Regions from separate parts of the Mus musculus genome. Here all the other regions are linked to region 4. A link is a contact called in public HiChIP or PLAC-seq and promoter capture Hi-C data. All regions are on one chromosome and are shown on one strand. Each heading gives the region's core, a stretch centred on a gene start, on an enhancer-like site or on the middle of the called end of the contact. The rest is flanking DNA. Distances are from core to core; before and after follow the strand shown.

The links. HiChIP or PLAC-seq counts read pairs in DNA pulled down with a chosen protein or histone mark. Capture Hi-C pulls out chosen DNA fragments and counts their contacts.
Region 1: a contact with region 4 is called in a promoter capture Hi-C map of adipose tissue. The contact joins the promoter of Bsdc1 here to the promoter of Kpna6 in region 4. A contact is called at or near these places in 4 of 39 promoter capture datasets (embryonic stem cells, erythroid cells, liver and 1 more), 4 of 115 datasets of contacts at active chromatin or transcription factors (the 230-238 cell line, T-cell acute lymphoblastic leukemia, bone marrow-derived macrophages and 1 more) and 3 of 9 other capture datasets (adipose tissue, liver and pancreatic islet).
Region 2: a contact with region 4 is called in an H3K4me3 HiChIP or PLAC-seq map of embryonic stem cells, with 13 read pairs. The contact joins the promoter of 1700108I11Rik here to the promoter of Kpna6 in region 4. A contact is called at or near these places in 1 of 39 promoter capture datasets (hippocampal neurons), 1 of 484 Hi-C or Micro-C datasets (cardiomyocytes), 1 of 115 datasets of contacts at active chromatin or transcription factors (embryonic stem cells) and 3 of 9 other capture datasets (adipose tissue, liver and pancreatic islet).
Region 3: a contact with region 4 is called in a promoter capture Hi-C map of adipose tissue. The contact joins the promoter of Hdac1 here to the promoter of Kpna6 in region 4. A contact is called at or near these places in 1 of 39 promoter capture datasets (hematopoietic stem and progenitor cells), 1 of 15 datasets of contacts at CTCF or cohesin (CD8 T cells), 4 of 484 Hi-C or Micro-C datasets (B cells, embryonic stem cells, muscle stem cells and 1 more), 6 of 115 datasets of contacts at active chromatin or transcription factors (the SCID.adh cell line, bone marrow-derived macrophages, embryonic stem cells and 1 more) and 3 of 9 other capture datasets (adipose tissue, liver and pancreatic islet).
Region 5: a promoter capture Hi-C map of adipose tissue shows a contact between it and region 4. The contact joins the promoter of E330017L17Rik here to the promoter of Kpna6 in region 4. A contact is called at or near these places in 1 of 39 promoter capture datasets (cranial neural crest), 3 of 115 datasets of contacts at active chromatin or transcription factors (the 230-238 cell line, bone marrow-derived macrophages and microglia) and 2 of 9 other capture datasets (adipose tissue and liver).
Region 6: a contact with region 4 is called in a promoter capture Hi-C map of liver. The contact joins the promoter of Tssk3 here to the promoter of Kpna6 in region 4. A contact is called at or near these places in 2 of 484 Hi-C or Micro-C datasets (embryonic stem cells and nephron progenitors), 3 of 115 datasets of contacts at active chromatin or transcription factors (bone marrow-derived macrophages and embryonic stem cells) and 3 of 9 other capture datasets (adipose tissue, liver and pancreatic islet).

What each region holds. Positions count from the first base shown.
Region 1 is chr4:129,459,191-129,463,198 of GRCm38.p6, reverse strand. Bsdc1 (BSD domain containing 1) reads right to left here and starts at 1,520. Exons shown (of 11, transcript NM_133889.2): 1 at 1,494-1,520; 2 at 1,197-1,257. The coding sequence starts at 1,504.
Region 2 is chr4:129,850,615-129,854,961 of GRCm38.p6, reverse strand. It overlaps 1700108I11Rik (a long non-coding RNA gene), which reads left to right and starts at 1,731. Exons shown (of 2, transcript XR_868199.3): 1 at 1,731-1,831; 2 at 2,262-2,459.
Region 3 is chr4:129,540,723-129,544,946 of GRCm38.p6, reverse strand. It overlaps Hdac1 (histone deacetylase 1), which reads left to right and starts at 2,301. Exons shown (of 14, transcript NM_008228.2): 1 at 2,301-2,366. The coding sequence starts at 2,318.
Region 4 is chr4:129,670,674-129,674,603 of GRCm38.p6, reverse strand. It overlaps Kpna6 (karyopherin (importin) alpha 6), which reads left to right and starts at 1,837. Exons shown (of 14, transcript NM_008468.4): 1 at 1,837-1,927. The coding sequence starts at 1,924.
Region 5 is chr4:129,903,495-129,907,585 of GRCm38.p6, reverse strand. E330017L17Rik (RIKEN cDNA E330017L17 gene) reads right to left here and starts at 1,360. Exons shown (of 3, transcript NR_045190.2): 1 at 972-1,360.
Region 6 is chr4:129,488,417-129,492,504 of GRCm38.p6, reverse strand. It overlaps Tssk3 (testis-specific serine kinase 3), which reads left to right and starts at 1,735. Exons shown (of 2, transcript NM_080442.2): 1 at 1,735-2,043; 2 at 2,773-3,497. The coding sequence starts at 1,899. The coding sequence ends at 3,434. It overlaps Fam229a (family with sequence similarity 229, member A), which reads right to left and starts at 1,315. Exons shown (of 3, transcript NM_001085491.2): 1 at 1,170-1,315; 2 at 944-1,090; 3 at 549-813. The coding sequence starts at 1,306. The coding sequence ends at 711. It overlaps Bsdc1 (BSD domain containing 1), which reads right to left. Exons shown (of 11, transcript NM_133889.2): 11 at 4,070-4,088.

The DNA of each region.
Region 1 (4,008 bases), core at 271-2,770, 210 kb after region 4:
TAAACAAACTTGCCCAAGTCATAAGCTACACGCCTTTAATCTCAACACTCAGGAAGCAGAAGGAGGCGGATCTCTGTGAGGCTGAGGCCAGCCTGGTCTACATAATGGTCCCAGGGCAGCCAAGGGCGACATACACCATGAGACCCTGTCTCAAAATAAAACAAACCACGACCACCACCAATAACAACAAAATAACTTGTCCAAGTTCCCAGAAATGTAAGGAACTAAAGGGAGAGATTAAGTCTCTTCCTGAAAGCCTCGAAACACACGGGGAGTCCTCACAGGACAGGACACCTGCCGGATAGCACACTTTCTTTGCATGCTTGAGGTCTCATATTAATCCTTAGCGTAAAGTCCTGCCTCTCCATCATCAATAAAACTTCCAGCACAGGGAATTCTCAGATGTGCTGAGCTGTAGCTTGAGCGGAGGCTTCCCAGGAGAACCCGGAGCAAGGAGAAAATAAAAACAAAAACCAAAAAACCAAAAACCAAACAAACAAAAACCGTTCCTAAAGTACTGGGCTGACTTGAGATCAGAAGCCTCTCGGAGTCTGCCCTGAAGCACGACTCCCTTCACTTGCTTGAGGTAAACAGTAATTAGTTACCCCACGACTTAGTTGGGCTGCCTGTAAATAAAGGAATGTGGGATAAAACAGGAACACCAACTGGCATTGCCTAGGACAAGGACAAGCATTAGTCACAATCACAGCCACTTCCCCAGGTCTCCACTCTCTGGCCCCCCCTCATCCCTTTGTAAACCAGTCACATAGGCACCATCAGGTACCAGCGCATATGGCAATCCTCATCTCTACCCGGATTCTTGGCTACACCTTCCTTGGCATGCTCATGACTCCCTAGTCTGGACAATTAGGGACTGCCCTTTCCCGGTATTCACAACAGTAACTAAGCAACTATTTTGCTTGACTGCCTCCACACCAGACTGAGCTTTGTGAGGCCCAAGACTATCTGTCTGGCTAAGGTCTATATCCTCCCAACCTGTCTGTGAGTAGTGACTGTCACATATTCTAATAAATATTGCTGTTTAAGAGTAAGATGTTGTTAGTGGTGGTGTTCTACCCTTTTCTCGTAAATGGCCTCACAGAAGCTCAAAAAAACCCAAGCAGGGGCTAGCTGGGGTTGGTTGCAAGGAGACGGCCGCGGTGCCCTGCCGAGGGAAGGGTGCTGGCCCGGCTTACCTTCTCTTTGACTGCCTGGTAGCTCTGCTGCAGCCAGCTCCGCCACCACCCCACGTCCTCCCTGTGGAAGACAGACACATCTGACGGCCCTGCCGGGCGACTCCAGCCCAGCCTCCGGCCGGAGATGAGGCTTTTCCGGCCGCTTCCCCATGCCCTCGCACCACGCCTCCGCTCTGCCCTTCCAGCTCAGTCCGCACCCGCACCGGCAGCCTGTCCCCAACAGGGACCCCTGGCCCAGTACCCCATCCCTCGAAAAGCCCAAGCCCCCAACGCCAGAAAGCGGAACGCCAAGCTCACCCTTCCGCCATCTTGCCAGCATGACATCACCACTATTTACCGACCTTTGACTTCCGACACGGCACCGCCCCCTCAGGCTCCGCCCCCATGAGCGTGCCCCAATCTTAACACAAGGACAACTCTCCGCCCAGTCCCCGCCCCCCTACATCAATGTGTCTGGCCTTTGTCCAATCCATGTCCCAAATGCGATTTGTCCCGCCTCTGAACTCTCGATCCAATGGTGTGTAAGATTGTCCTCGGGTCCCACCAACCAGCCGCTAGCTTTCCCGGTAGTCCCTGACTACAGTGGCCTCTCCGGGCCAATTTCGGCAGGCTCGTTAGACCGCCAATTAGAAGGCGAGGCGAGGAAAGGAGAGGCCGGGTTGGGACGTTGTGTTCTTAGAACCTGGAGTTAAGTTCCGCCCCCCTTTGTGAAGCCAGCCGCGTAGCAGCTCCTTGGTGTTCTGCTGCAGGCTAATTCAGCAAGCTCCGATTGCGGACCTCAGAGCCAGAGTAAGGCTATGGGGAGAATCCAGAGCTCTCCTCGGGATGACACCCAGGATCATTTGGAGAGGCAGATACATATTCACATTATTTCTTAAGCCCGATTTAAGAAAACGCTAGCTGAAAGTGTTCTGGAAAAATCCCACTGATAGGGGGGAATTGAGGTCTATTGTGTGGTGGAAGGGGGATTTACATAGATCCTGTGGCCCTACCTACTACTTCCTCAATCTACACAAACCCCTCCTTCACCTCCAGCAGGAGGTTGACTCCCCTCCTCGAAGGCTACACTGTAATCAAGGTCATCACTGCTACCTGATCCCATAGCCTCTTACCTGCCTGAGGAACAAGCTATATACTAATTCTCCCAGTGTTCCCCAAGGCCTCCCATCTAACTTTCAAAAAGATTGTTGCTGGTATTTCTCCTGTCTAAAAAACTAACAACTATTGGATGGATCACAGGGCTCCCAATGGAGGAGCTAGAGAAAGTACCCAAGGAGCTAAAGGGATCTGCAACCCTATAGGTGGAACAACATTATGAACTAACCAGTACCCCGGAGCTCTTGACTCTAGCTGCATATGTATCAAAAGATGGCCTAGTCTGCCATCACTGGAAAGAGAGGCCCATTGGACACGCAAACTGTATATGCCCCAGTACAGGGGAATGCCAGGGCCAAAAAAAAAATGGGAATGAGTGGGTAAGGAAGTGGGGGGGAGGGTATGGGGGACTTTTGGGATAGCGTTGGAAATGTAATTGAGGAAAATATGTAATAAAAATAAATAAATAAATAAATAAATAAATAAAAAAATAAAGTAGACCACCATAAGGCTGTTAAGGGAGAAAAAATGGAATGAGTAATTTCCAGTGGTCTTTCTCCCTTCTAAGGTCCATGCTTTGCCTGCAACGAATGCACAAGGTTTAAAGCTAAAAAATGCTGTGATAAATGATTTGTGCTACTGAACAAGATGGGCTAAGAAACAAGTTGAGTTCTTTAATCCCCAACAGAATCTACCTTTGCAATTTCATTCCCCACATTAAAGGTCACTTGGAACTACTGCCTGCCTCTACCTCCCAAGTGCTGGGGTTAAAGGCATGCGCCACCACTGCCCGGCATGTATTTTTTTTTTTTTAACTAGACAATTTAATCCAAGATATTGCAGGTGCTAGGCAAACATGCTATCAGTAAATTACATCCAAGCCCTGAACTGTTAATTTATAATCGCACACATAAAACCATGCCAGTCAGATGGCCGTGCCTCCTCCCAGGGTTCTCCTTTCTGTTCCTACCTGGTTGGTCTGACCTTGCACCTCCACCCTCCTTGCTCACACTGCCCCACATACAAAGGCTACTTAGATTTCCCAGAAACTTTCTGGTGCTTTCCTGACCCTGAGCCCTTGAACATGTCTTCTCTGCCTGCAGTTCTCTGACCTCAGTTTCTTACCCACTCTGACCATGCTATTGAGAACTGCAGCTTGTGCACCATAAATACCAGCACTTGGAGGTGGGGGTGAAAGACCCCAAGAGGAGCCCCTCGCTCAGGCCTCGGGATAATAGCGGACCCCCAAGATCTCATGAGAGACCAAGCTTGATGCAAACCACATGAGGCTTTATTTGGGGAAAGCCAGAGCTCTAGGGACGACTCATCCCACGCAGGGGTAGAGGAGTCGACCTCGAGGGGAAAGGGGTCCCAGTTTTTATAGGCCCTCGGGGAGGGGGGGAGGAGAAGGGGGAAGTAGGGGATTTCCAGGTCTTCTCAAGAAATGGGTATGGGAGGGGTACAAGGAAAGAGTCTAGTGCAGGTGTAGCAACTCCAGATTGGCCCGGCTGTGGTTGCTGGGGAGATTTTCCAACTCTAGCCCAGCAACCAATATCACAAACACCTGGCAGTGAGGTGCAGCAGTGGGCACACACATGGGTTCAAGGAACGGCCAGAACATTGGCAGACACATGAGTTCGAGGAGCGGCCAGAGCATTGTGCACCTCTATTTTTCTAGATCAGTGAAGCTAGTTCTGCTTACAATGAAATCTATTTT
Region 2 (4,347 bases), core at 482-2,981, 180 kb before region 4:
CAAGGTCATCCTCAACTATTCTTAGCCAGTTCAAAGCCAGCCTGGGCTAGATGTAAGACCTTGTCTCAAAGACGAAACAAGATATTGCTGGTGCTGAGACATTGATCTCTTGAACAAAGCACATGGCTAAGGCTGTCCCTGTGAGAGTACACTGCCCATTTACTGAGATCCCTGCCTTAGCATCACCAACCTACCTTCCCAACCTCACTAAATTTGCTTGCCTTCCTTACCATATTCAGGATCTGCACTGCTGTGCCAACCCACACCAAGCAGTTTTTCAAGTTTACACAAACTCCTTGGGAAATACTGGTACCATCTTCATATATCTCAGCATATAGCGGGTTCCTTCATCTTCCTCGGTCTCATGGCCATTCCGTCTGACTGTATTAATCACTAATTCCTATGCTCTTCCTCACGTTCTCTTATTGCACTGATGTTTAACTGAAAAGAAATGTTCTTCTCCTACCCCTTAATAATTTCTTGCCAGTTTGTCATGTTCCCTCCCCTGGTATCCTCAGTGGCTAGGATAGTGGGTAAACACGTAGCAGGCACACCGCACTCACTCACAGGAGGTTGTCACAGCACTCAACAAGCTGTGTTTAATCCCTTGGGGTTTTGATACATGGACTCCCTATGTAGCCTAGGTCCTCCTGCCTCAGCCATCCAAATGCTAGCTACAAGTGTGTGCCACCATGAGCCCCACAGCTGGGTGTGGAGAGACAGGACCACTGGGAGTCCTAGGCCAACCTAGGTTTTTGTTTTCTTTTGGTTACGTAACTAGAAAAAAAAAAAAAGGAAAACTTAAGAGCTGCCAAGATGGGCTGGTGAGATGACTCAGCGGGTAAGAGCACTCTTCTGAAGGTCCTGAGTTCGAATGCTAGCAACCACCCATAAAGAGATCTGATGCCCTCTTCTGGTGCATCTGAAGTCAACTACAGTGTAACTTATGTATAATAAAAATAAAAAATAAAAAGCTGGCAAGATGGTTCAGCAGATAGAGTGGCTTGGCATCAGCCTACAATCCAACCTCACTTCCTGGGACTCAAAAGTGGAGGAACCAATTCCTGCAAGCTGTTCTCTAACCTCCACACAAATGCTGTGGGGTACCCACAAACACATACACAAATTAAATGTAATTTTAAAAATTAAGGTTTAAAGCCAGATGTGATGGCACACACCATTAATCCTAACATTCGGGAGGCAGAAACAGGTGGATCTCTGTGAGTTCAAGGCTAGCCTTGCCTACAAAGTAGAGCAAGCTACAGAGGGAGACCACATTGGGGGGGGGGGGGCAAAGTGTGCTGGCACACACCTGTAATCCCAATATTATCACCAGGGCAGATGTTCCCAGGCCGTAGTGCCTTAGATCCACATGGAGATAAGACCCAGGTGTTGCGGCACCTGTTCCTTCTTGGCTGTGGGGAATCTTTCCTTGCCTTCTGTGGGTCCCCCATACTACCTACAGTGCTAGCTTGGGGGCCCGCCCTTCATCCATCTGCGAAGCCAGCAACATTAAACCCAGGAAAGGCTCTCTGAAGAACTTCCATCAGTCTGCCAGTTCACCTAGGAAATGCCTATTTCAGCACTGCTATTCACATGAAGCCCACTCATCATGTCAGGCCCAGGAACTTTAGCTGCACGCATCTGAGGAACCATTATTAAGTCACAATGCTTGTTTGTTTCTGTGTTGAGGCCCTGGCTGTTGTAAACCAGGCTGTTCTCAAACTCGAAGAGATCTGCTGCCTGCCTGTGTCTTCTGGGTGCTGGGATGAAAGGCATGCAGCACAACTGCCCAGCTCAATGAAGACTTCAGTGGCATCAATCCCACCAGGTAGACAAATCCAACACTAGGAGAACCCACCACTAAACTAAGTGCAACAGAACTTCTGGTGGTCTTTATAGGAGTAATCCCAATGAAATAAAAATTCTCACTGGGAGACAGAGAGGGCAGTGCATGCCTGAAATCCAGCACTTAAAAGGGGCCGGAGGATAAAAATCCCAAATAAGACGTCTGGTCTACATAAGAAGTTATAGACCAGCCTATAGAGACCCTGTTTCAAAAATAAAAAACCCAAACCACAAAACAATCTATGCTGGAACAGACTCAAAGGAGAATGTAAGTTTAGTTTTACTGTAAATTAAAGAGAAATTTAACTGTAGTGTTCAATTCCCAGTACAGGGTGTGTTTCTGTGTCAGAACAAGGTAGATGTGAAATCAAAACGATTTGTCTTTTGTATGTGTACACACTTGTGTGTTACAGCACAGGCTCCAAGGATCAAACTCAGGCATGGTGGCCATCTTGCCAACTCCTCAAACCAAATAAAGACAGGTTCTCTCTACAAAGCCATGGCTACCTTGGAACTCACTTCACAGACCAGGGTGGTCTTAAACTCAAGTGATCTTCCGACCTCTGCTATCCAAATAATGCCAAGATTAAAGGTTTATACCACCAACTCCAGCTTTTTTTTTTTAAAGATTTATTATATGTAAGTACACTGTAGCTGTCTTCAGACACTCCAAAAGAGGGCATCAGATTTCGTTACGGATAGTTGTGAGCCACCACGTGGTTGCTGAGATTTGAACTCTGGACCTTCGAAAGAGCAGTCGGCGCTCTTAACCACTGAGCCATCTTGCCAGCCTCAGCTCTGACTCTTATCATGCAATAAATAGTATGTTTATAAGTTGGTGGGAATTATGTAGAAAAGTTAATGAAAAGGGTATCAGAAAAAGGCACTTAAATTTGAACCTTTAATCAAATAAGGGATGAGATTTAAGAAGATGGAAATGCTTGCCTTAAAATTAAAAAAATAAAAGGGAGGTGGCTGGAGAGTTGGTTGGCGGTGTGAGTGCTTTTGCAGGTTCTGCAGAGGGCCCACGTTTCTTCAGCAGTAGTTCCAGGGGATCCAATTCTGTCTCTTGGTTTCCATGGATACCTGCACACATGTGGCACACACACATCAAATTTTTCTTTTCTAAATCTTAGAAATACTATAGAATGGGACCCTTTACACTGGGTATGTTGGTAGTAGTAACTAAGACAGTGGCATTGCGTGCCCACCAGAGATGGCTGGGTAAGGTGTAACCTGGCAAGCTTCTTTCAAAGCTTTGGTGTGAGCGCTGGGACACACTGGCCAGGGCACACTGTGACAGTGAGAGGACAGCTTTCAGCTGTCATTGTTGAGACCATCCAGCACTATCACAAGCTGGCTCTGCTCGCTCTCTCTCCTCAGGAGTGCTGGGATGACAACTATCCGTAGCATCCAGCTCTCTCTCTCAAGCACGGGCTCCAGGGATGAGCTCAGCCTTTTTACCCGCTGAGCTGTTTTCCAGGTTCCTTGTTTCTGGGTTTAAAAACCAATTAGAACTAAAGTAAGGAAGGCATTAAAGAAGTAAGAACCCCCAAAGAAAAAGAGCTAAATGAGGCAGATGTGGCAAGTTGGAAAGAGCACTAAGGTTGACACAAGGCCATGAAACTTTAGATGCATCGGCATGGTCAGATACACAATATCAGAGGAGCTGAACCAAAACCAAGTTCAGCCAGAGTGAAAAGACAAAGCATGCCATTTAGAGCCAAGAGTAATGATCATAACCAACCACAGAAGTTAAGAGGGCTAATGCAAGGCACAAGGTTAAAACCAAGCAATGTGACCCACGGCGCCTAAGTAGCACAGCACAAAGCTGTCCGTTGTAACTGCTCACCAAGATGGACTGGCTCTTGCCATAAAGCCCAGGGTAGCTTTGAACTCCCTGGTCCTGTCTAACCTAGACAGGACCAAAGTACTTAGGCTAGCATCACACCCAGTCTCTATCTGTAGCCAGACTTTTGGCTACTTTATGGTTTTTGTTTTGGTTTTTTTTTTTTTTTTTTTTTTGGTTTTTCGAGACAGGTTTCTCTTTGTAGCCCTGGCTGGCCTCAAACTCAGAAATGTACCTGCCTCTGCCTCCCAAGTGCTGGGATTAAAGGCATGCGCCACCACTGCCTGGTGGATTCCTTTCATTATCACCCTTCTCCCTCCACCCCCAACTCTACCTTCCAAGCCCCTAACACTAGGGAAAAGAGGGCATTGAGGCACCAAGTTCCTTGGTGCAAGTTTGTTCCAGTCAGGATATCCAATTTCTTTTCATTTCTTTACCCACAACCACTTGACAAATAGCAAAAGTGGTTGATTGGATCTACCATATATATCCTTTCAAAGAGTCCCTAGAACTGCGAATGTCAAACACATGCAGAAACCACCTGCAGCTGGTGTAATTGCTCCCCTGCTGGAGCATGAAGCAAATCACAACCAGCTGTTGCGGACACTCTAAAGCAGCTCCAAGTCCCACATAGGGGATTAAACATTCCT
Region 3 (4,224 bases), core at 1,052-3,551, 130 kb after region 4:
ACAAATGCTTCAATACCCATGATTCTGTCCTATAGTGGGTACTGTGGACAGCCATGGAGTGGGGAAACTTTGGAGTCCTCTTCTGTCTACACTGCAAAGATGGGAAAGGAGGCCTAGAAATGATGAGGAGACCCACCTAAAGCCAGAAGAGTAGCAGGGGTGTAGAAATGGAAGTCTGTGTCCTGGCCCTCTGCCATCACACAGCCTCCCTGTCACTAAAGGCCCTGTGCAATTCCCAAGGGAGTGACGCTGAGCATACAAGGGCTGGGGGTTGTGGTGCAAGCCTCAATCCCAGCTTTTCAGAACAGGGCTTCATTGTGTAGCTCTGGCTGTCTTGGAACTCACTATGTAGACTAGGGTGGCTTCCATTCACAGAGATCTACAGTCCAGTGCTGGTATTAAACTCGTGTGCTACTATGTCCAACTGTTGTAGGAAACAAACAAACAAACAAACAAACCCCAAAAAACAAAAAACTCAGCACAGAGCCTTTTGGTGGATCAATAATGGCTACTTGAAGATTGACGGATTCAGGTTTTGTAGGAGCATGGGAGATGGTGGTTTTCTGCCATTTAGACACTCCCAGACATTTGTCAATGTGTAAGGACAATTTTGGGTGTCACAGTAAGGGCGTGTGTGGGGTGTTGCTACTGGTATAGAAGAAGGCCAAGCAGTCAATTAACATCTAAAAGGCCCGAAGACAGCCCCTACAACAAAGAGTGTAAGTAATTCAAGGTTAAGAAATTTTGCTGGCATGGCTTGAGGGTGGGGGAGTGGTGAAGGTCTTTTTTTTTGTTGTTGTTGTTGGTTCCCCCCCCACCCCCCAGACACGGTTTCTCTGTATAGCCACGTCTGTCCTGGAACTCACTGTGTAGACCAGGCTGGCCTCAAATTTAGAAATCAGCCTGCCTCTGCCTCTCAAGTGTTGGGATTAAAGACATATGCCACCCACTCTGGGGATAGAGGCAGGCAGATTTCTGAGTCGAAGACTCAGTTGAAATAAGGAGATCTGACGCCCTTCTGGTCTGGTGTGTGTCTGAAGGCAGCTACAGTGTACTTAATAAATAAATAAATAAATAAATAAATCTTTAAAAAAAAAAAAGGCAGGTGTGGTGGGGCATGCCTTTAATCACAGCACTCCGGAGGCAGAGGCAGGCAGATGTCTGAGTTCGAGCCCAGCCTGGTCTACAAAGTGAGTTCCAGGACAGCCAGGGCTATACAGAGAAACCCTATCTTGAAAAACAAACAAACAAACAAAAAAGCAAAAACAAACGAAGAAACAACCCCGCCCCCCCACCCCCACGTCCCCCCCAAACAACAACTTAGGCTTTCAGTTTAGAAAAATTAAGTTCTGGGTAGGTGAGATGGTTGCTGCCACCATGCCTGACCCAAATTTTCTGGATGGATCGCCCCGCCCCCACCCAGAGCCATTACATAGGAACACTCCCTCCAACACTCCCTCCAGTAAATTAAAAACTAAACACCAAGTTCTGTTACTTTGTCACAGTGCTCGGGCATATTGGATTTTGTCTTTTTTTAAAAAAAATATGTACAATTGGAGACGGAATTTAATTTGTAACACTGAATAAGCTCTTCAGCTTTACCTGTAAAATTGTTTTGTTATTTTTTGAGACATGCTTTCACTACGGAGAGCAAGTTGGCCTCAGATTACAGAGATCTTCCTGACTCTGCCTCCTGAGTGCTGGGATCAAAGACATAGCAACCACGCCCAACTGAAAACGAGCTTTGACATTAAAAAAGAAAAGTCCGTCAGAACTTATGAGCACATAAAGGTCTTGCCCCACTACAGTAGGCCTCTGGATATTTTCTTTCTGTTCCTTGCCATTCATTTCTCTCTCCAGTTCTAATCCAGACCAAACCTAGTCTTTTAGCTGCGTGACCTTGCGCAAGCATCTTTCCCCGGGAAGCCTCGGCGTATTCTCGGTAAAACGAGAAAGTTGGCCTCTGATCTTTGCACACGCTCCCAACTGTGAAGCGGGCTGCAGAGTTTACGGAGCCGACTCCCTCTCCCGGGACTCGATGGTACGGCCCCCGGTCTCCCCCACCCCTCCGCGCCGGACTTTGGTACAGGCCCAGGGGGCCCGCGGTGGCTTCTCTAAGCTGCCCTTGCCCCCCGCCGAGTTCCGGGCCCGACCCCGCGCATGCCGATTGGTTAGAGTGAGGCCCGGGCTGTGCGGCTATAGGTGATCCCGGGGGTGGGCGGGGCTTCGAGGCCGGCCCCTCCCCCTGGTCGGACGCCGTAAGGAGCCGCGGGCGGGCGGGCGGACAGACTGACGGGAGGGCCGGGCGGCGAGCAAGATGGCGCAGACTCAGGGCACCAAGAGGAAAGTCTGTTACTACTACGACGGTGAGCTGCGGGTGGGCGGCGCGGGCCGGGCGTTGGGGAAAGGCTGGGGGAGGAGGCTGGGAGGAGGCTGAAGCCCCGGGGAGGCTGAGGGAAAGTCGAGGCTGAAGGAGGAGGTTGGAGAGAGGAAGTCGAGGCTGAGGCCGGAGATGAGGTGGGGGTCGTGGAAGGGGTAGTCTGCGGTAATCCCGGTGGCGGAGATTCTCGGGGAATCCGACCTGAAGTTGGAGTGGGATTCCTGGAGGGAAGCCTAAGTGGCGGCGGGGATCGGAATATGATGGAGACGGTTTGCCTGGATATCTTCCCCTGCTGAGAATACAAAGGTTTTTCACTGTCCCCATTCACTCTCTCTCTTTTTCTTTCTTTCTTTTGGTGAGTTCTGCAGGACTGGCCACTCATCCCCTCCCCCACTCCATCCCCCAAGTCTATGAGTAGGGCCTGCAGTTGCTAGTTGGGAAATGGGGCTCCCCGGGGATGCAAGAAGAGAGGTGCATGAAACTTGTTAAAACGACTTTTCATTGAGCCAGCGCGAGCATCTTACTCTGTCCTGGGTTGTGTTTCTGTTGGGGCTGGAGGGCTCATCGAGGCACATTTCCTGTGTTGAGTTCCCGTCTGAAGGGGGAGCTAGACAATGTCACAGGTATCTTTCGGTGTTAGCGCTGGGACAAGGGAATGTGGGGTGGAGGAGAACACAGCAGGAGCCTCAGCCCAACCTGAGAGGAGCAGGTTGTGTGTCAGTGCTTAGGACCCAAGAACTGGAGTTACAAGCCAGGCCCTGGCAAGTGGAGCCAACAGCAGGGGGAGGGGACAGCACCTTTATCTGAGAAAGGGTCTCACAGTGTAACTCAGCTGGTCTTGGATTAAGCCCCTTCTTCTTACTCTTGACTCCAGGCTTACACCACTTGGTCCAGCATTTGTGTTTTGGGAATAGCAGTTGAGTTGTTCAGGGGACATCTAGCCAGCCAGCCAGTAGGCGGTTGGCTGTTTAGATCTGAAATTTAGAAGACAGATATTTTTTGGTAATTGTCGGTATAAAATAATTCAGATAGTAATTTTAGCTGGATTAGAAAAGGGTGTTATAACTCCAGTTGTAGAGGGTGAAGAGCTATGTTGATACTTTTTTTTTTTTTTTGGAAATGGCCTCTGTGTAACCCTGGCTAGCCTGGAACTCACTTTGTAGACCAGGTTTGCTTCCTACTGGAAGAGATTTATCCTACCCCCCTCCCGAGTGCTAGGATTAAAGGCATGTGCCACAACCCTGGCCTGTTTTAATTCTGAAGAAGTGGACTAAGAAGGTTCAGTGGTCCTGATTGCTCTTTCACTATGCTGTCTTTCAACTGTTAGCCACATTCCTGTTTCAGTCTTTCCCAGTGCTGTGGGGTGACGGAGCCACCAAGCCTGGTGTCTTCTTGTTTCTGTTCTGTTTTGTTTTTAAGGCAGGGTCTGTCTCTAACAGCCCTAGCTGTCCTGGAAGTTGCTTTGTAGACCAACTAGGCTGGCCTCTGAACTCAGAGAGATCCCCCTGCCTCTGCCTCCTGAGTATTAAAGGGGTGCACCACTGTCTAGCAGCCTCATTTTTTGTTTCGGTTCTTTTTGTTTGTTTGGTTTGGTTTGGTTTGGTTTTGGTTTTTTGAGACAGTTTCTCTGCGTAGCCCTGGCTGTCCTGGAACTTACTCTCTAGACCAGGCTGGCCTCAAACTTAGAAATCCGTCTGCCTCTGGCCACCAAGTGCTGGGAATTTTTTTTCTTCTTCTTGTTTTTTGTAGATAATACATTTCTTGGAGAAAAGTCTCCTTATCTCCACTTCCTAAAAGATTGGGTAGTATAATAGGCATAATTTTTTTAAAGAATTATTTATTTT
Region 4 (3,930 bases), core at 588-3,087:
CTCACCAGCCCCAGATCTCATTTCTGATGAGAAATGCTAGTTTGTTTGCTTATTTATTTTGTGTGTGTAGTACATTTGGTTAATAGCACATGAGCAAAGATAGCATGCAATTTCAGAAGTTGGAGATCTCTGTACACCAGGGATTCCAAGGCACTTTCTCTTTTCTTCTTTTTCTTTTTGTTGTTTTTTGTTGTTTCTTGGGGGGAGGGTTGGTTTTGTTTTTGTTTTGTTTTTTCGAGACAAGGTTTCTCTGTGTAGCCCTGGCTGTCCTGGAACTCACTCTGTAGACCAGGCTGGCCTTGAACTCAGAAATCCGCCTGCCTCTGCTCTGCCCGGCTGCCACAAGCACTTTCAACTATTGGGCCATCTCTGGTCCTTTCTGTGGTTTGTTTGTTTTTTAAGAATTTATTTATTATATGTAAGTACATTGTAGCTTTAGACACCAGAAGAGAGCATCATATGTTACTACGGATGGTTGTGAGCCACCATGTGGTTGCTGGGATTTGAACTCAGGACCTCTTGAAGAGTAGTTAGTGCTCTTACCCCCTGAGCCATCTCACCAGCCCCGCTGTCTCTGGTTTTAAAGACAGATGGGGCAGAACGATTTTGGAGATAAGTGAGATAAGGAGGTTGATTATTGTGATAACAGTATTCCTTTTCCTCAAGTCATAGAATTTGACTTTTGAGTTGTTTCACTTTATCGGCCAGGCATTTGGTTAGAATTGGCAAGATTGGACGTAACCCCGGCTCTGTGTGTTGATGTGGAAGACTGGAATGCTATCATGCAAAATAAGGAGGTTAATAAGCATCAGCCCCAAATTCCTTGATTCAAAAGGCACGTGCTTCAAGGTCCTCATCACTAAAAAAGGGAGCTCATTGACCTGTTATTTATTTGTTTGCTTGTTTATTTGTTCATTTATTCATTCAATAGCTATAAGTCAGACACTGGAAGGTGGTGGTCATACTAGTCAGCAATATAGAACTGACCCTGTCATTAAAAGGTTACTGGGCTCTGCCCCTACCCCACCACACCCTTTTGCTGGAGAAACAAACTCCCTCTAGTGTGATAGCGCACACCTGTAACCTCAGCAGAGGGGAGGTGGAAGAAGGAGAATCTAGAGTTCAAGTCTAGGATATCTGAAACCCTGCCTCCCGTAAACAAACAACTGGTCTGGGAGCCTTTTACCTCAGCACTTGGGAGGCAGATAGGTGGATCGCTGTGAGTTTGAAGTCTTTCTGATTTATAAAGGTCCAGGCCAGCCAGAGATACATAGTAAAGATCCTGTCTCAAATGAACAAAAACAATATTCAAACCCCAGCTTAATCTCCACTCCTTTTCCTTATCTCCGGAGCCTTGAACGAATCACTTCCTCTCTCAAAATAATTATTTAGTTCAGGGTCTATACAGGCTTAATTATGAAGAATTTTTGGGAAAGAAGGTCTCGCCATAAAGAAGAAATAAAAACAGAAAGAGATTGGATCTCCAGGTCCAATCGTTCTGCCCCTTCTGCCTTTAAAACCACAGACAGCAAGGACCAGAGAGATGGCCCAGTGGTTTAAAGTGCTTGTGGCAACCGGGCGGTGGTGGCGCACGCCTTTAATTCCAGCACTTGGGAGACAGAAGCAGAGGCAGAGAGTTTGACACACTTTGTTTTGTACATATTCCTTCTAGTCTCCCTCCAGCCTCGGCTGTCTATTCCATCCCTAATTGCCATCTTTAGTGGCTGCGTTCTCTTTAAGCCCGCCCCTATCCTGATATCCCTTGGAGGGAAGGGGGCGTGAGGGTTAAGAACGCGTTTTAGCACGGTATAAAACGTTTGTCCCCGTCAGGCCGCCGTCCTGCAGGTCCGCCATATTGTCTGCCGAGGCTACCGCTGAAGCTACCGCTGCGGCCGCCGCCAAGTCCGAGCGAGCGGAGCCGCGATGGGTGAGTGAAGCGGCTCAGGAGATGGGTGTTCGGGCCGAGGTGTCGGGGAGCGGGGTCTGGCGAGGGCCTGTCTCTCGTCCGAAGCAGATGTCGGAAGCATCCAGAGAGGCATGGGAGGAGAAGGCAGATCGGGAGCGCCCCTCGGGCCAGTTTAGGGCTGGCGTAGGGCCGCCCGCACGGGGAGCAGCCCTGGGGGCTTGTTCCGCACTGCTAGCGTCCTGGGCTGTCCCCACGTGGTGGCCTCGGGTCAGAGCTCGCGCTTCCCGGGGTAAGCAGAGCCCTGCCCTCTCGCCCTGCGCCTGCCGTGGATCCGGGGGCCGGGCTCCGGGCTCCAGCAGCAGGCCTGGCCGCGGAGAGCCTGCTTCCTCGGGCTTTTGGACGCCGGGCTTCTGAACCAAGTGAAGTCCTAGCTGCCTACGTAGAGGGTAGAGTCCTCTGGAGAGGAGACCCAGGGCAGGCCAGCTCCGGCCCGGTAACCAAGGGCCGGCCGGGTCCAGCAGAGCTTGGGCCTTTGAAGGCCAGGAAAATGTCCCAGTCGGCGCAGGAATGGGGTGGTTCGGCTAGACTCAGTGACAGCCTTCGCAGTGGTAGAGAGACCAAAGCCAAGACTTCTTGGCACAGACAGGTCAGGGACTTACTGTTTCTGGGCCAACTCTGGTTAGGAGAAAAAGAGAGACCTGTTGATCTTTTTTAAAGAGCATTCCGGATACGAAAGCCGTTGCTCAAAAGAATACGATGATGGTCTTCGAATTCAGAAGTGAAACCAGTATTGGTAATTTGTTGGCATCAGTAAAGTGAAAAACTTTAAATTTGCCAATCTGTACGTGCAGACGTTATTGTCAGTGCTTAACGTGTCTTGTTTAACCTAATTGCAATCTAGTGGGATAGGTGCTGCTGTTATTCCTGTTTTGCAGATGGGGAAACTGAGGCTTAGAGTGGTAAAGTAACTTATCCAAGGTCACGCGGTGATTAAACCAGGGTGATCACTCCAGAGCCCTAGGAATTAACTGGTGCCTTTTATGGGCTGGCCCTCTAGTGGTGGGATGAGAGAGAGGGGGGACAGTTTTAACCCTGCGTAAAGTTGGGAAGTTGTGTTTTGATATGGGTCCAGTTTGAAATCTTTAGTCTGAATGAAAGTGGAAAAGTTTAGAGTGAATTGCTGACCTCCGCCTATTGTAAAGAGTAGTGCATTTCTAAAGTTTGCTATAATCTCTAATTCTGAGGAAACAGAAAAGACTTTCTCTGCCAGTGATTTCAGAATCAGATCTGGCCTGCCACTTCCCACCTCTCATCCAGTTTTCAAACAAAACTGTGCATAGAGAAGGCGTCTAACACACTGCAACAAGCCCTACGTTCCTCCATTTCTGAGCCTTCACATCTCTAGGAAGGGAGTATGTGTAACCTAGCAAGAACTCTGCAAACAATGTAACAGCATTCTTCCCACCCTGAATACAGCGAGCGGTTCTTTTCCCTAAAGCACTCTACACTTCCAGATCCTCTGGAAAGTATAGATTGATTCTGGGAGGTAACTGGAGCCCTAGAGGGAAAGGCATCGTCTGTGAGACGTTTTTTTAGAGATTGAGAAACAGGCTTGAAGGAGCTAACATAGCTGATGAGAGTCAGCCAGGAACGACATTCTTTCACATTTTACTTCACAGCAGCCTCTAAGATTTAAGGCATTAGATGGGTGGTGGCGCACGCCTTTAATCCCAGCACTTGGGGAGCAGAGGCAGGCGGATTTCTGAGTTTGAGGCCAGCCTGGTCTACAGAGTGAGTTCCAGGACAGCCAGGGCAACACAGAGAAACCCTGTGTCAAAAAACCAAAACAAGCAAACAAAAAAGTTCTTCAGTGCAAGAATGAGACATGAAAGAATTTTTAGTATGTAGAGGTAGGTGACTTTTCAGCTAACTTCAGTGACCAGTCTAATATAAGGATATATTTAATCACAGTGTGTAGTCCTCGGTAGTTTGAGGAATCCCTTTAGCAACAGTAAATTGATGCT
Region 5 (4,091 bases), core at 111-2,610, 230 kb before region 4:
CTGGATAATCCTGGTCTATGTAGTGAATTCCAAGTCATCCAAGGTTATTTAGAGAGACCGTGTCTCAAAAAACATTGTTTTTTTCCTAGTGAAAATGAGGGAAGTCAGGGATGGAGAGATGGCCCAGTAGGTGAGAGCGCTCACTATACAGGTCTGAAGATAAGAGTCTGAATCTCAAACACATACACAAAGAAGTAGGATTGGCCACATGTGCCTATAACCCCAGTGGCTGCAAGTGTCAGAGACAGGAGGATAGCTGGAAGTGGCTAGCTAGCCTTGCTAGAATTTAATTTAAAAAAAAAAAATTTAAAAAGTGAAACAAGGGGCTGGAGAGATGGCTCAGCGGTTAAGAGCACTTCCAGAGGTCCTGAGTTCAAATCCCAGCAACCACATGGTGGCTTACAACCACCCATAATGAGATCTGATGCCCTCTTCTGGAGTGTCTGAAGACAGCCACAGTGTACTTATATAATAAATAAGTAAATAAATAAATCTTTTTTAAAAAAGTGAAACAAGGCAGAGAGTTATAGAGGACATCTGACCTCCTCCTCTGGCCTCCAAACACACACACACACACACACACACACACACACACACGCGCGTGCACACACATGGAAAAATGAGGGACTGATCAAACCATAAGTAAAAATATCTTATAAAACCAGATGAATTCTATCTATCCATCTATGTACCAGAAGTGAAGGATTCTGACCCCTGGATGAAGAATTTATTTAATAAATACAATTAGAAAAAGTACAAAATTTGAATTCCACCTCGGGCGCACTCAACACCCGTACGAATAAAGTCCCTTTGATTGTAAGAACTAAATGTAAAAAGCAAACCCCAGAACAGCACTAGAAGAAAAATAAGAAAAACATCTAAATTTGACTAAAAACAGTTAACTTGCAAGTGACAGAAGACTCTGTGAATAAAGTTAAAAGATGACAAACACACGAGGAACACAAACGTACCACAGACATCCGGGAACGCCGCAAGAACACAACTTGAAATAATAATAATATGGCTTTCATTTTCCCCGCGTCCTCGCGTCAATCAGAGGCTCCACTTTACCTCAAGGAGAACTGGAGCTTTACTGCGAGAAGATAAAGAGAAAGAGACAGCCAGCATCCCCTCTCATTGTCTCAGGAACTTCGCAGCCAGTCCACTGAAGCCCACATCAGAAACTACGCTTTGGAAAAGCCGAGCCTTTGATTCGAAAGGACTGCTCTGGCAGAGGGAAGAAAATGTTCTTGAAAATCAAAAGGGAAGGTCCCGGGGAACACTGGAGATAAATGTACCCCTTAACTAGATATCGAACATGACTTGAGAAGACCCGGGCTGTGTGCCCCTGAGGAAGTGCGCCGGGCACTGGGCAGGCAAGTGGGACTGAGCCGTGACCTTGGCAGAGGTCACGGGATGTGGGAGGAGAAAATTGTCGCTGCAGGACTTCAAAGTGGGGCAGTCAGTGCTTACAGGTCGCCTACCTCCCCCGGTGCCCCACCCACTCAAACATCTGGAACTGCTAGGATCCAGGCCACCCACTTCCCACATCTGGCTGATCCTCTCTGTAGCTTCAAGTGTCTGCAACAGGCCACCTTGGCTGGAGGGCAACAGTAGCCACTCAGCTCTTCACTATCTGCTGTGGACCTCCAGAGACAGGGCCTGAGGTGCTCAGCTGTTGTGATACCCACCCACCCACCCACAGCTCAGGCTTTTCTGGGGAGTCTCACAGGCCCTCTCCCCACTCATTTATCAGAGAGCAGGATTGTTGACATCCACAGGAGAAGCCATAGTATGGAAGTGAGTATCTCCCTGCAACTTGAACCTGGGTAGAAGAGGGTAGATCGGGGTAAAAGTCTACCCTGGCTGAATAGTTCTACAATTCAGAAAAGGCCCCACCTAATCAATGAAAAGATCCCCAACCCAATAGAAAAATGAGCAAAAGATAAAAAAAATGAAAACTTGATATTAAAGGAACATAGTAGAAAGTCACACCTGGAATCCTAGCACTTGGGCCACTAAAGCAGGATTGCAAGTTCAAGGCTGACTTGAACTACATTTGGAGACCCTGTCTCAAAACCCCACAATAAGGGCCAATGAGGCAGCTCAGCAAAGACACCGCCCACCACAGGAGCCACTACAACATTCAATGTACGAATATGTGGTAGAGAAAGAGTAGAAAGGAACTGCCTGATGTCGGCAGCCTGCCCTGCTACCTGAGGCCATGGGGACCTAACTTCTAGCCCACATTACACTGAGGGCCATGTCTGTGTCCCCAGGAGAGCAGCAGCAGAGGTCTGTGTCCATGCTTACAGCTCATATTACCACCAAAGTCCATGCAGAGATCCCTAGTCTGGGCTGCTGCCTGGGACCAAGGGTTGTGCAGACCTGGTCCCGCCCCTCACTGGGGCAATCAGAAGAGCAGGCCTTGCACCTCCTCTGGGTAGCACAATAGAGCTGGCCATGGGGTTAGGGGGACCAAGTGAGGGGCTCATGGGTGTGTGGGGAGGTAGCTCCACCCCTCATCTGCCAAGAGGTGGAGTGGTCACAGGAGAGATGCCCTTCCTTCCTCAAACCTGCCTATGTTAAGCCAGAGGCTGGCCAGAGGTCTGTAGAGCAGGAGAGCCAGCCCCGCCCCTCAACAGCTGCAGCACTCAAGAGAGCAGGACCTGCATCTTGCCTGGGTAGCACACTAGAACTGATCCTGGTGGCATGGAGATAGGTGAGCCAGCCCGAGGGCATGAGAGTAGGAGAGTTGACCCTGCCCCTTGCAGGGCATTGGGTGAACTAGCCAAGGCAGTGCTGGAGAGCTCACTCTAGTGGCGTGGGTGTGAGAGAGCTGGGGGGCTGACCAACTTGGCTACCACCCAGGCCCAGATCCAGGGCTTTGGGTTGGCCCACCCCAACATCTACCCCATCTAGGAACTGCCGGAGCTCATAAAGGGGCCAGGCCTGCAGATTGAAAGCAGCAGAGCCTCCATAACTCAGGGCAGCAACAGGATATCTGAAAGGAGTCCAGGTAAGGATGCAGTATTGATAGAGTAGCAGAAGCCAGAGGACTCAGACCAGACCAAGGAGTCATTGCAATGAACGTTTGCAAGTGAAGATGTGTGGACAGAGGGGTACGCTGTGGGACACACTGCAGCTCCCATAATAAGATGCCTTTTGTTTTTGTTCTGTTTTGCCTTGTTTTTGTTTTTGTTTTTTAAGTTTATTTGGAGAGGGGTTGCAAGGGCAGAGAGCAGACACAAAGAGATAAAGAGATGAATGGGATTAGGGTACGTGGTGCAAAATAAACAAAGAGTGATTGCAAGGTTAAAAAATACGTTATACAGTTAATGAGGTCTTTATCAAGGATGGTTTGGCAATTCTGTTGACTGTAAATACGCCTGCCTTTAAACTGGACAATCCCACATCTACCAACACAGCCAGCCGAAGATGGCTGAGAAGGTGGCCAATGGTGCCTCTGCCTGCCCACCATGCTTGTGACACACTACCTTGCATTGTTGCTATGAGGAACTGGGTCACAGATCGCATTCGGGGGAGAAAGAACATCGAGCAACTGAGAGTTAGAAAAAAAGAGGCCAGAGGCTGAGACAGGCAGAAATGTCCCCAAGGGTAAACAAAACAGTATAAAGACTGGGGGTGGGGGGTGGACACTGGCAGAGATGAGGGAATGTGAGTCAGAGGAGCCCTAGACAGAAGGATGGGAGGTCCTGACACCTGACAGAGCCAGGGCAAACACTGGACCCTGCCTGGCCTGTGGAGAGGCTCAGTACCATGAAACCATATCAGCCACTTGACAATTTCATCGACTTCACAGACTCGAGCCAGGCAACTACATTAACAAGCCACCCTCAGCCTCAACCCAGTGCTTCAGAGCCAGGATGCTCAGGGACCACGGGTGGCTGCTCAGATGACCTTGAACAGACCCAGATTATTTGCTCAGATGACCAGGGCAAATCTGTATAATCACAGAGAGCCCAAGACTGTGAGGAGGAAGTGGATCCGACCCAAGAAGTACTGGGTTGTCCTGAGAGCAAAGCAGGGCTCCCCAGAACTCTCAAAGCACATGCCTGCTACACACCTGC
Region 6 (4,088 bases), core at 486-2,985, 180 kb after region 4:
TTATTTATTTATTTATTTATTTATTTAATTTATTTATTATATGTAAGTACACTGTAGCTGTCTTCTGACACACCAGAAGAGAGCATCAGATCTCATTACGGATGGTTGTGAGCCACCATGTGGTTGCTAGGATTTGAACTCCGGACCTTTGGAAGAGCAGTCGGGTACTCTTACCCACTGAGCCATCTCACCAGCCCATCAGTCTTTTATTTATTTATTTATTTATTTTCTACATCGGCTGCTCATCTTTCCCTTTCTTGCTTCTGTCCCAAGCTGCTCTAAGCTGCCAGTGTCCCGCAGAGAATGAAGATTTCATTGGCAAAGCCAAGACAAGGAAGAGGAGACTGACAGCTGGGTGAAGGGAAAGTAACCACCAAGAAAAAAACGCCTGGAAGAGGGTGACGACCCCCTAAGTGGGAGGTGGGCAGGGAAGTGGAGGCGGGTGGAAGTCTGGTCTAAGAGTGGAGGTAGCCCAAGAGTGATACTGGCTGGGTCCGAGAAGTCGGTGGGCCCGATCCGACGGATACACATACACGGCCAGCCCGGAATGGAAAGAACAGTTTATGCTGTGCTTTATTAAAATGTGCATCATTCTTTTATTTTAAAATGTGCATCATTGTCTCGTGCTCGGCGCGTGCGACCTCAGCGTGGTGGCCCGCGGCTGGCCTCGTCCGTCCCGGCTCCTGCAGAGCTGCCGTGCGCAGGCGCACTCAGGTAGCACGGGCCCGGGGGCTCCCGCCCATGGCCAGGTAGACGTCGATGGGCACGTGCAGCAGCGTCAGACAGTGGCAGCCCGGGCAGCGTCGGAGCGGCCTGGCGAAAGCGGCAGGCGACAGGGGGCGCAAAGTGTTGGGGCGCGCCAGGGGATGCGCCTGGGATCTTTGGGGGTAGGGCCCTGGGGATGGCGATGGGGCAGGGCCGAGGGGTGGGACGACGGACTCACCTGACAGGGTTTTGATCCGTAGCTACAGGCTCCGGGCTATCCTGGGACTCGGGGGCGGAGGCAAGGCCAGGGGAGTCTCCGGCCTCAATGGGGAATCTTCGACCCTGTGGGGTCTCCTGGGCACTCATGTCCAGGCCCCGGGGCACTCTGTATAGGAGTGGCGGTCAGGCAGCTCCGGGCCCCTAGATGCTCCCTGCCCGTGCCCGTCTCCTGTGTCGTGGCTTACCTGCCAGAGGCCGAGGCCGGTCCCAGGCTGGAAGCAACTGCCCGAGCCCTGGCCACGGGAGGACGCTCCGGTCCAGGCGGAGCCTGGCAGGTGTCTGCTGCGCGCCCGGGCCCCAGCGTCGAAGGGGAGGACTGCATTGTGACCCCGATCTCTGCGTGCTGACCTCACACAGCCTGTTCCTCGCTGGAATTCTTAGGCAGTCCCAGAGCGTTCCGGCATTTAGTGAGGGCCCGGGCCTGAGGCCAGAGGGCTCTGGAGATCGCACCTTGGTGACCAGTTTGCACTCTTTCCCAACAGCTGGATGGGGACTTCGGAGGTGAGGGCGACCTGCCTGGAAGCGGAGCCCACATGGAGAAGGCCCGCCTCCCTGACCTACGCGGCCACCCAGGCCCGTTCCCCAGCATCGCTACCACTCTGCGCCTTGCTCAAGACTGACTTAACCCATGCTGGATTTGCTGGTGGTGGCGAGGGAAAGTAGGGACACTGCCCATGTTGTCTGAGGGTCACACAGCATTTACATCACAATTGGGCAGGAGTTTAAAAATGTCTGGTCCTCTCCCTCCCCACCACCTGTGGCTGTGTCCAGACGGAGAATGTTCTAGCCCTGGAGGCAGCTGTGAATGAAGTCCTTGGGGGGAAAAGAAGCAGGCCGAGGGCGATGGTGGAGTAGAGCTGCCTCGCAGAGGCAGCATGAGCTGAGAGGGTGACAAGAAGGAGGCGCTACACAGCATGGAGGACTTTCTACTCTCCAATGGGTATCAGCTGGGCAAGACCATTGGGGAAGGGACCTACTCAAAAGTCAAAGAAGCATTTTCCAAAAAACATCAAAGAAAAGTGGCAATTAAAATTATAGACAAGATGGGAGGGCCAGAAGGTGAGCTGGGGTCCTTGGGAGGAAGGGTGGGCTAGCCAACACGGGTAGGCCCTTTCCTCAGAGCATCTCTTCCTCCCTTTGAGTCAGGATGGCAGAAAGCAAGTCAGATTCCTGCCCTAAATAGAAGGATGTAGGGAAACCAGGATCCTCACACCTTTCCAGAGCCACAATCGTAGCACAAGAAAAAGAAAGGGTCCTAAACCGGGCGTGGTGGCATGCGCCTTTAATCCCAGCACTCAGGAGAGGCAGAGGCAGGTGGATTTCTGAGTTCGAGGCCAGCCTGGTCTACAAAGTGAGTTCCAGGACAGCCAGGGCTATCCAGAGAAACCCTGTCTCAGAAAACAAAATAAAAAACAAAACAAAACAAAACAAAAGGTCCTCAGTTTTTCCTGTCCCAAGAGGCGTTGGCCAGAAGACAGCAGGAACTGGTACCCTGCAGGTGGAAGAGGGACAGGACAATAGATCCCTGGAAAGAATAGTGAGATGCAATAGCTTTGAACTTCCCAAATCCCTCATCTGTGGTCTCACAGGCTGCTGGGAGGAGGTTCCAAGGATGAGCTAATCATGAAAGGAAGGCAATACTTGCTGCTAGAGACACCCGAGACTGGTCAGGGAGTCAAGAAAGAACACCTAGACATGGTAGGTGTCTGGAAGCTGGAAAGCAGGAGCCAAGAGGGAGGAACCAGGACGTTTTGATCTTGATTTTTGTCTCCCCACTTTTTCCCTCAGAGTTTATCCAGAGATTCCTGCCTCGTGAGCTCCAGATTGTCCGTACCCTGGACCACAAAAACATCATCCAGGTGTATGAGATGCTGGAGTCAGCAGATGGAAAAATCTACCTGGTGATGGAACTGGCTGAGGGAGGGGATGTCTTTGACTGTGTGCTGAACGGAGGGCCACTTCCCGAGAGCCGGGCCAAGGCCCTCTTCCGCCAGATGGTTGAGGCTATTCGCTATTGCCATGGCTGTGGCGTGGCCCACCGGGACCTTAAGTGTGAGAACGCCTTGTTGCAGGGCTTCAACCTGAAGCTGACCGACTTTGGCTTTGCCAAGGTGCTACCCAAGTCACGCAGGGAGCTGAGCCAGACCTTCTGTGGCAGCACAGCCTATGCCGCCCCTGAGGTGCTACAGGGCATACCCCATGATAGCAAGAAAGGTGATGTCTGGAGCATGGGTGTGGTCCTGTATGTAATGCTCTGTGCAAGTCTACCTTTTGATGACACAGATATCCCCAAGATGCTGTGGCAGCAGCAGAAGGGGGTGTCCTTCCCCACTCATTTGGGCATCTCAACCGAATGCCAGGACCTGCTCAAGCGGCTCCTGGAACCAGACATGATACTCCGGCCTTCAATCGAAGAAGTTAGTTGGCACCCATGGCTAGCAAGCACTTGATAAAAGCAATGGCAAGTCCTCCCCAATAAAGTAGGGGGAGAAAGCAAACTGAAAAAACCCGCTTCTAAAATGGTGATCTATATTTTACACTTAAGTCCACTTCTCCCATGGCTGACTTCCACCTCCTCATTGCGGCTCCACAGGCCTCTCACCTTCCCTGTAAAGACCTTCCTGGAACTAAGGGCCTTATTTAGATTTTTCTTTTATTAATGGCGCTCAAATGATTTTCATATAGGTGATTAATTAGCACTCATTACGTTAGGCCCTAGCAGCATCAGCAGGCCGGGAGAAGTGAGGAGAGAAAGGTGAGCCCGTGGAACCACTCAGGTGCTACAACTCGCTTTCCAGATAAAAGCCAACGCACCTGGAATGCAGGCCTGACCTCCTGACTCCTTGGCTTGGTGAGAAGCTGCTTGGGCCCAAACCTTTCTCAAACCAGAGGCCAAGCTGAGTCAGGAAGAGACGGGGCATCCTTAGCACCCAGGCTGGATCCCACCTATGAGGCCAAAAGTATGCTTGCAGCTGTGGGAGCCTCTGCCGAGGGGGACAGAAACATCCCCGGACACTTCCGCTTCTGTTCAATCACTTTAATGCTGTTATGGCAAATCTGTAAAAGGTTCAGGACAAACTTTTTATTTTTGTTCCTTTTTAATT